Linked DNA regions of Mus musculus: region 1 is linked to region 2. A link is a contact called in public Hi-C data. All regions are on one chromosome and are shown on one strand. The core of a region is the stretch at or near the end of the contact, and the rest is flanking DNA. Distances in the headings are between cores, read along the strand shown. Region 1 overlaps Tfam (transcription factor A, mitochondrial). Region 2 overlaps Gm33979 (a long non-coding RNA gene).

Evidence for each region. A called contact is a pair of places that touch in the nucleus more often than the background predicts.
Region 1: a Hi-C map of cortical neurons shows a contact between it and region 2, with 4 times the contacts expected there. The contact joins two enhancer-like sites. A contact is called at or near these places in 2 of 39 promoter capture datasets (the 3T3-L1 cell line and hippocampal neurons) and 2 of 484 Hi-C or Micro-C datasets (the C10 cell line and cortical neurons).

What each region holds. Positions count from the first base shown.
Region 1 is chr10:71,225,043-71,228,480 of GRCm38.p6, forward strand. Tfam (transcription factor A, mitochondrial) reads right to left here. Exons shown (of 7, transcript NM_009360.4): 7 at 435-3,438. Among named protein-coding and RNA genes, the nearest start is that of Tfam, 11 kb to the right of the region's middle. Within about 2 kb of position 1,514, at least 9 of the 459 cell types and tissues checked have an H3K27ac peak or open chromatin away from gene starts, as enhancers often do. A contact at or near this core is called in cortical neurons, where this site is marked.
Region 2 is chr10:70,731,493-70,735,374 of GRCm38.p6, forward strand. The region is part of intron 2 of Gm33979 (a long non-coding RNA gene); the gene reads right to left. Among named protein-coding and RNA genes, the nearest start is that of Gm33979, 6.8 kb to the right of the region's middle. Within about 2 kb of position 2,224, at least 17 of the 459 cell types and tissues checked have an H3K27ac peak or open chromatin away from gene starts, as enhancers often do. A contact at or near this core is called in cortical neurons, where this site is marked.

The DNA.
Region 1 (3,438 bases), core at 264-2,763, 490 kb after region 2:
ACAGGAATACATGCAGGCAAAACACCAATGCCCAAGAAATAAAAATAAATTTTTAAAAATTACGTAAGAGATTTTGGGGTAAAACCCAAATCCAAAAATTAAATTCGTTTGTACACACACACACACACACACACACACACACACACCCTGAAGGTCACCTCACATATTTCCAGCTGTTTCCACTTCCTATGACCTGTCACAAAGGCTTTCCTTGCACTGCCAATGCTTAAGGGTTAAGATTAGGAACATTCTGGATCAAAGGATGCTGGGGATTCACCAACTTTTACCATTTTCTATCCAGAAGGAATGTGCAAATACATCTTTTACCATTTGATCCTCTTGGACTTCATGTTTGTATCAGAAACCATTATAGTTTCTAGTGAGTCTGATTTAAATGTTAAAAAAAAAAAAAAACAGGTTTCAAATTCTTGTTTAGCATTTAATTTAAATAATGCAGTTTCTTGGTCAGCATTCCTAACTGTGCAAAAGAATGGTTTTATAATGAATTACTATCAGTGGTTAAATAACGAAAATATTTGATTTGTGAATGATAAACAATTGATGGTTACCAGTTGTGCATAATTTTACCTTTTGCTTAGGAAGTTTTACAAATGAGTAATACATTCATTTTATCTCTTAAGCTCAATTACAAAAAAAGAAATATGTTCTTTACACTTCAAAACATACAGGCACTGTTTTAGCATTTGCAAACTTGTCAGTGACAGGCTGGTGGCAAATTCGGAAGAGGAGGGAGGAAGCCTGATGGTGGTGGTGAGGCAAGCTCTTAATCTCAGCACTTAATCTGAGGTAGGTCTCCGAGTCTACAGCCAGCTGGTCTACAAAGTGAGTTACAGGACAGGCAGGGCAACGCAGAGAAACCCTGTCTCGAAAAACAAACAAACAAACAAACAAACAAACAAAAACAAATAAACAAAACCTGGGAGAAAGGAGGGTTGCTATCAGAGGAAGAAAATTCTTATAATATGGCCAAACAGAACTGATGGGCACTATGGCTCCGTCTGCATTAAAGCTGTGGTTTCAGCGCCCCCTGGTGGTCCAGTGCGTGCGGGTGAACCCAGGAAGGCTTTCTAGCTACTGTACATCCGTATGCTAACACCAGCTTTAAATTCAGAGGTTCACACTTAGACCAACTAGGGTTTGTTGTTTTTAAGGATACTGGAAAACAGGGCAGCCCAATTGCAGTTACATGACAATAAGTAGAAACAGCACTGAGCCCTTGTCAGCTTGTGCAGCTTCACCGCATGCCTTCAGCTCCTCCCAACACCTCCCCGATCCTCTGGCAACTGCTTTTGCTTAAAAGAGACTCTGTCGTTAGAAAACAGGACATGGAAAGCAGATTACAATGTTATCAGTAAGCTTGTTTTACAAACAAGGAAAACCAAACTGAACCAAGTACCATGAGAAGGCTTCCGCCCAGGCCTCTACCTTTCCCATTCCCTTCCCAGACTGAGCTCCGAGTCCTTGAACACTCTGCAGGGTGCCTGGAAAGCTAGGAGCTAAGTAGTTACATCTTAGAGGTCCGGGCATCCCTGTATCGCTGTAGTGCCTGCTGCTCCTGAGTTGCTCTGAAGCACATGGTCAATTCTCTGAGTCACCATTTTCTCCATTCTAAGGACAGCTTGGAGTTAGTTCCTTTCCAGAAACCAGGGGCGTGTAGAGCTCACGTCTCTCCTGGATTTGCACTTTGGAAAGACAGACTGCACTGGTTCACACTGGCCTCCTTCCACCACCTTCAAACTATGGCTTAAACCCATGCCATCCAACAACCCAGAATTCCAATCCACGGGAAAAATTATATTTTCTTAAATTCATCTCTAAAATTCTGATTATCTCTTCTGGGGAGAGTTGCAGTTCTGGGATTTGGATCCAAGGCCTTGTACATTCTAGGCAAGTTTTCTACCCAGCTCAAATACCCTGTTTTACATATATAACTCTTACATCTCTCCTCCATGCGTTCTTCTGTTCCTACCTTGTCAAGTTCAGTGACTGCAAACTTACTTTCCCAAAATGTACAATCTCTAAGCCTCCTCAATACAAAACATACATGAGTATGAACTCTGTTGTCCTGTGTCTCAGAGATCTGCTCAGTGGTGTGGTGGTTGAAGCCATGAGTTCTCTAAGGGCTTATGGGATTTGCCAGCTCAAAGTGGGGAAGACACTTTTTCCTGTGCAACAGTAAAGATTAGGAGGGTCTCGCTCCACACAGTGGTCTTCTGTACTGTGCTACACCAGGATTCCAGGTTAAAGAATATTTTCCTTGCTAACACAGAGAACAGTTAGGCTTATAGGGACCCAGTGATGACCCCAAGATAGGGTGACAATATCACAGAAACATCAAGGACATCTGAGGAAAAGCCTTGCATGGCCAGTGGCCGTGAGACACCATGGTGGCAAACTGTCTGCGAAGGGCCATCCCTGTATGCTGTGGTTTCCCAGTGTAGTCTCTGGAGCACAGAGCACCCACACACAACAAACCCAAGAAAGCATGTGGCTGTGTTCCAAGAAATTCTATTCACAAACACTAAAGATCATATTAATTTTCACACTGATACTTTCCTTTTTAAAAACCTATTTAGAACATAAATCCATTTCTTGATGAGTAGGCCCTGAAGAGCAGTTAGTGAGCTGGACCTGGCTGGCTCACCACAGTTGGCTTTCTCCTGCATAGGCCTTTAGCTGTCATGGATAAGCTTTCAGATTTCTGACTTTGCAGACTTGTTTTTCACATTTTCTCATTTAAAAATTTATACCACACAAGCTCTATGAATACTCTCAAATGAAAAGTAATTTCTAAAGTCCCTACCTAAAATTGAAAAAAAAAAAATCTGTTAACCAAATGGTTCATCTTAAAATACATAATTTCAGAAACATGTTTGGAAAATTAGAGTTTTTATTCTATGCAAGAAAAACCTATGCATAGACTTGGTACATAATTTCTTAATTTGAGAAAGATGTGTAAATCTCTCTGTTACTACTATAAAATGCTATCAGGACATCAGCAATCGCTTATTATATACAAACATCAACTTACACATGATTTATGTCTAGGAATCATTTCATCTAGGAAAGCCTGGCAGCTTCTTTGAAAATGCAGTTATCCACAGCTCTGCCACAGCTGGGAGAGCAGGTCCGGCCTGGGACCCAAGGGCCACACCCATATGTAACGGTCATCAGTGTAAAAACATCACAAAACCACCACACAACTGTCACCAGTGTGAAAGTCACTTCACAGTCTATCTAGCCCATCAAATGCAGAATGATTCACCACTGCATGCAGATGCATGGACAGTCTCCGTTCCAGTTCTTAAGCAAAAGGCAGAACTCAGCATCATCTTCTGTCAAGGCTCAAAGTATTAACAGAAAGTCCATGGCTACAGAAAAATGATCTGAATGTCAAAGGTTAACCACCTTTATCCG
Region 2 (3,882 bases), core at 974-3,473:
AACTCTTTAACTTTAATATTAATCCCTTACAGCAAAATAAATAAAAAGGGGACAATATAGAAGTAGGATGCATATAAATTGCTTAATTAGTGGGGATTTATTCCACAAATATTTGTTGGGCCCAGATTATTTACCAAGCTACACTGCAAAAGAGTAAGACCAGTATCCCGGCAAAAATCACAAGGATGCTTTCTTGTTCTCCTTCACCACAGGTAGGCCCATCCCTGAGCCTCCTGTGTCCAAAGACTTCTAGGGGACAAGAAACCTCAGCTGTTTCTTCTGCTACTGGTCCAGCTTCTAGGCCTTTGGGATTGCTATTCAGACCAGTGCCCTTGACCTCTAGAAGGGTCTAAAGATTATTTCAAGAGAGGGAGGTTTACCTCCGCTTGTCTGGTAATACCAAACCAGTAACAAACCATGGGAATTTGTACTTTGAATGGCCTATTGAAGTATGAGTGGAGGCCATTTCTCCTTCTAATTAAAAAAAAAATCTTTTGGTTCTCCCCCAAGCTACAGGCATGTATCCGAGAGTCTAGATCTCCAGACATTTGAGTAGTAGACAAGGAAGTTTATTATCACTCCTTTTTATTGAGCATGCCCTTTAGCCTTCAGTTGAACCTAGAATATGTCTTGTCTAGGGGTCTTCATGTTAACAGTAAGTAGGGCATCAGCAACAGATACTCCAGATGCACCCAATCTCAAGCGCAAAGGAGCCTTATGTTCTCAGTGATGAATGTTATCACTGTTGTAGGATTTTTCCCTGTACAATTACATCAGTATAGAGAGAGTCTGTGATTGGACAGGGAAAAGGGGCAGAGCTTGGAGTGGAGGGAGATGGGCAATCGTGCACTGGAGAGATAGAAGAGAGATCTCAGGAAGAGGAGGAGGAGGAGGAATAATGGAGGCAGACATGATGTTATCAAAAGGTTAGACTACTGGGATAAAGCTTTTATTATTATCAATTGGCTCTGAAATTACTGTATTGGCATCTTGTAATTGTGATTTTAAGTATACATAAATCTAATCGGCTAACTAATCAAGCTTTAAGAGTCATGTTTCTACCGGGTAACTAGGTGTTGAGATGGAACATCGTGTGGTGTGTGGAGCACTGCACAGAACTCAATAGCTGGCCCGGTGTGGTGGCACACACCTTTAATCCCAGGCAGGCGAATTTCTGAGTTGGAGGCCAGCCTGGTCTACAGAGTGAGTTCCAGGACAGCCAGGGCTACACAGAGAAACCCTGTCTTGAAAAAAAAAACAAAAACAAAAAACAAAAAACCAAAAAAGAAAAAAAGGAAGAAAGTAAGAAAGGAAGGAAGGAAGGAAGGAAGGAAGAACTCACTTGCTGGGAGAGAGTAGCTCAGTGGTGAGAACACGCCACTGAGCAGGACTCCTCGGGGACATGGTGTTGTGGCCTGCCAGTACAGGTACTAGAATGGGAACGTGGACAGGTGGGGCGGGAGAGATGGTGGGTTTCATTTTTTAATATTTACAACAACATACCACTATCCTGTATTATACAGAGATGCTGTAGATACAAGCATCAGCACCACATCCACATTGTCAACCCTGTTCACCTCTCATGGGTCATTTGCACATGACACTCTTCTTCATCCATGGCCAAGGCAGGCATTGTGATGGCAGCAACTGAGAAGTCCTCGCACTACCAAACACCTTGTGTTCTGGAACGTGAATTAATTAGCCTTTACTGTGTGGTAGGCATACTGTGTCCTTGAAAGATCACTTGCCTCTCGATCGAGCATAATGGCATGAGATTGGCAATGTAGGCCCAGAAAAAGAAAGTCATTTCCAGGTCATCCAGGTTTTAGGTAGTAGAGCCATGAATAACTGTTATCAAAGATCACAGAGGCCCTGTCATTCTACGAAGTTTCTTTGCCTTCTTCGAACTGTCTCAACTTAGTCACCATCTCTGAGAGAAATGATGCGAGAAAGATAAGTTAAAAGGCATTTAAATCATAATTAGCACAAGTAAAAAAAATGTGCATTATTATTTTTATGTTGAGCCTGTTTCCCCGAGTGTTTCATTATAAGAGCATTTCAGTTGATAAAAATTCAAAGATGCGCATTTGCTAGTTGAAGCAAGAAAATGTCAATAATCCCACGTTGTTTTATTAATTTAGACACGGCTCAGGCAAGTGCAGCTGGCATTCGCTATTCTTAGAGCTAGAAGGGATGACAGAAAGATGCTTCTGTGAGCAGACAGACTCAGTCAGATTTTGGAGGATCCTCCTCCACTCCCAAATCCCTAGTCAACCCTGTTCTCTCTCTGCCCTCCACAAACCATCCACTGGAAATGGTGCTGGGAGAATGGAATTAATCAAAATAAGACGAACGGCCCACAGTCTATCACAGGTGGCAGCTTGATTAATGAAAAGCCAGAAATCAGCTCATATAATTTGGGAAATCAACGAGAGAAAGGAAAAAGAAAAAAAAAAAAACAGCAAAACAACCAGAAATGTCTAGCTTTTCGGGGGGGGGGGGGGGGTGTCCTTTGTGTTTCTTTGGGCCTTTGACCTGGCGATGTCACAGACCTTCACAAGCAATTTCTGTTCCTCCTGTTCCTGCTGTCGGGAAATCAATAGAGGTATTAAAGGACGCTTCCCTGCGGGGCTAACCGGAAATGGGAGCAAAGAAAGGAAGCTTCCCTGCGGGCTAACCGGAAATGGGAACAAAGAAACGAGCCTCGGTGCCTACAACCTTTCCAGTAATTGATGCCTCTAAGAAAGATCCAGCAGGCCTTCATGAAGTTAGTTATTTCCATCAACCTGCTAGTAGCCATCTGGGCAGTGTCTGCTCAATCCAAAGCGGCCCTTTTCTGAGAATTGCTGAAATGAGTCCCGGAAGCCATGTTGGTTCTGTGTTGTTTCCCTGTCTCACCCACAGTCGTGATTGATGGGAACCCAAGGGCTACCCACCCTAACCAGGGTCAATCAGATTCACTGAGCTGAGACTTGCCTTGTGATTTGGAGACCTACTTAGTATTTAAGTTAGAAACATTGAAGGAAGCATGGGTAAAGAAAGGCAGAATCTTCAGAAAGGGGAGTAAACTGTCTGAGAACTTGTCACATGTCTACTTTGAATTCTTTGTTTTCCACACACGTTTTCTGCTCTTTGCCACAGGACGTTTTCTTTGTCAATGTTTTGCAGAAGTGTCTGCTGGGCCCCATTCTTACTGAGATGCGTGGTTCACTTCTTCTCCTATGTCATTGTCTATTTCTCAGTCTACACTCTCTGCATCGCTTCTCCTACCTGTCCTGTCTATATCGGTATTCTCTGAAGTTCTCTGCTCAGTCCATCTCTCTATCCCTTTCCTAGCAAATCATACCTTCTCTCTGGTCTCAGTTAATATTTAACTGCATCTAAATCTATATCCCTATACCACATCTCTTGGCTGATCTTGCCAAGGAACTCAGACTAATTTACATATCTTGTCTTCTTCCTTCTCTGAAAGCATCTCATTCCTGTATGGGATTATACTCTTGCCAATCTCCCGAGCTGCAGATGGCAGAGTGACTTTTCAGGTGGCTTCTGATTCTTTTCCTCTTTTTGCAGTCCACTCTGTCGCTGTTGTCTCACAATCGAATAATACTCTGTAGTTTTCCAAGAATGTTCCCTCTTATGCTAGAACCATCCCTACCTGCTGTCAAGCATCCTCTACATTCTACCAGGATTATTTGTAGACACACACTAGCTGAGGTTATTCATGCACTAAACCAGAAACTCAACAAAGCCCAAAATGTCAGTGAATCCATATACCTTACAAAGACCATGATTCTTTATTTATTACAGAAGTCCCGGTAGACTTTGCCTTCAAACTACCTTTATAGCTTCATTTCCGACTCCAACAAGTCATTTCTCAGA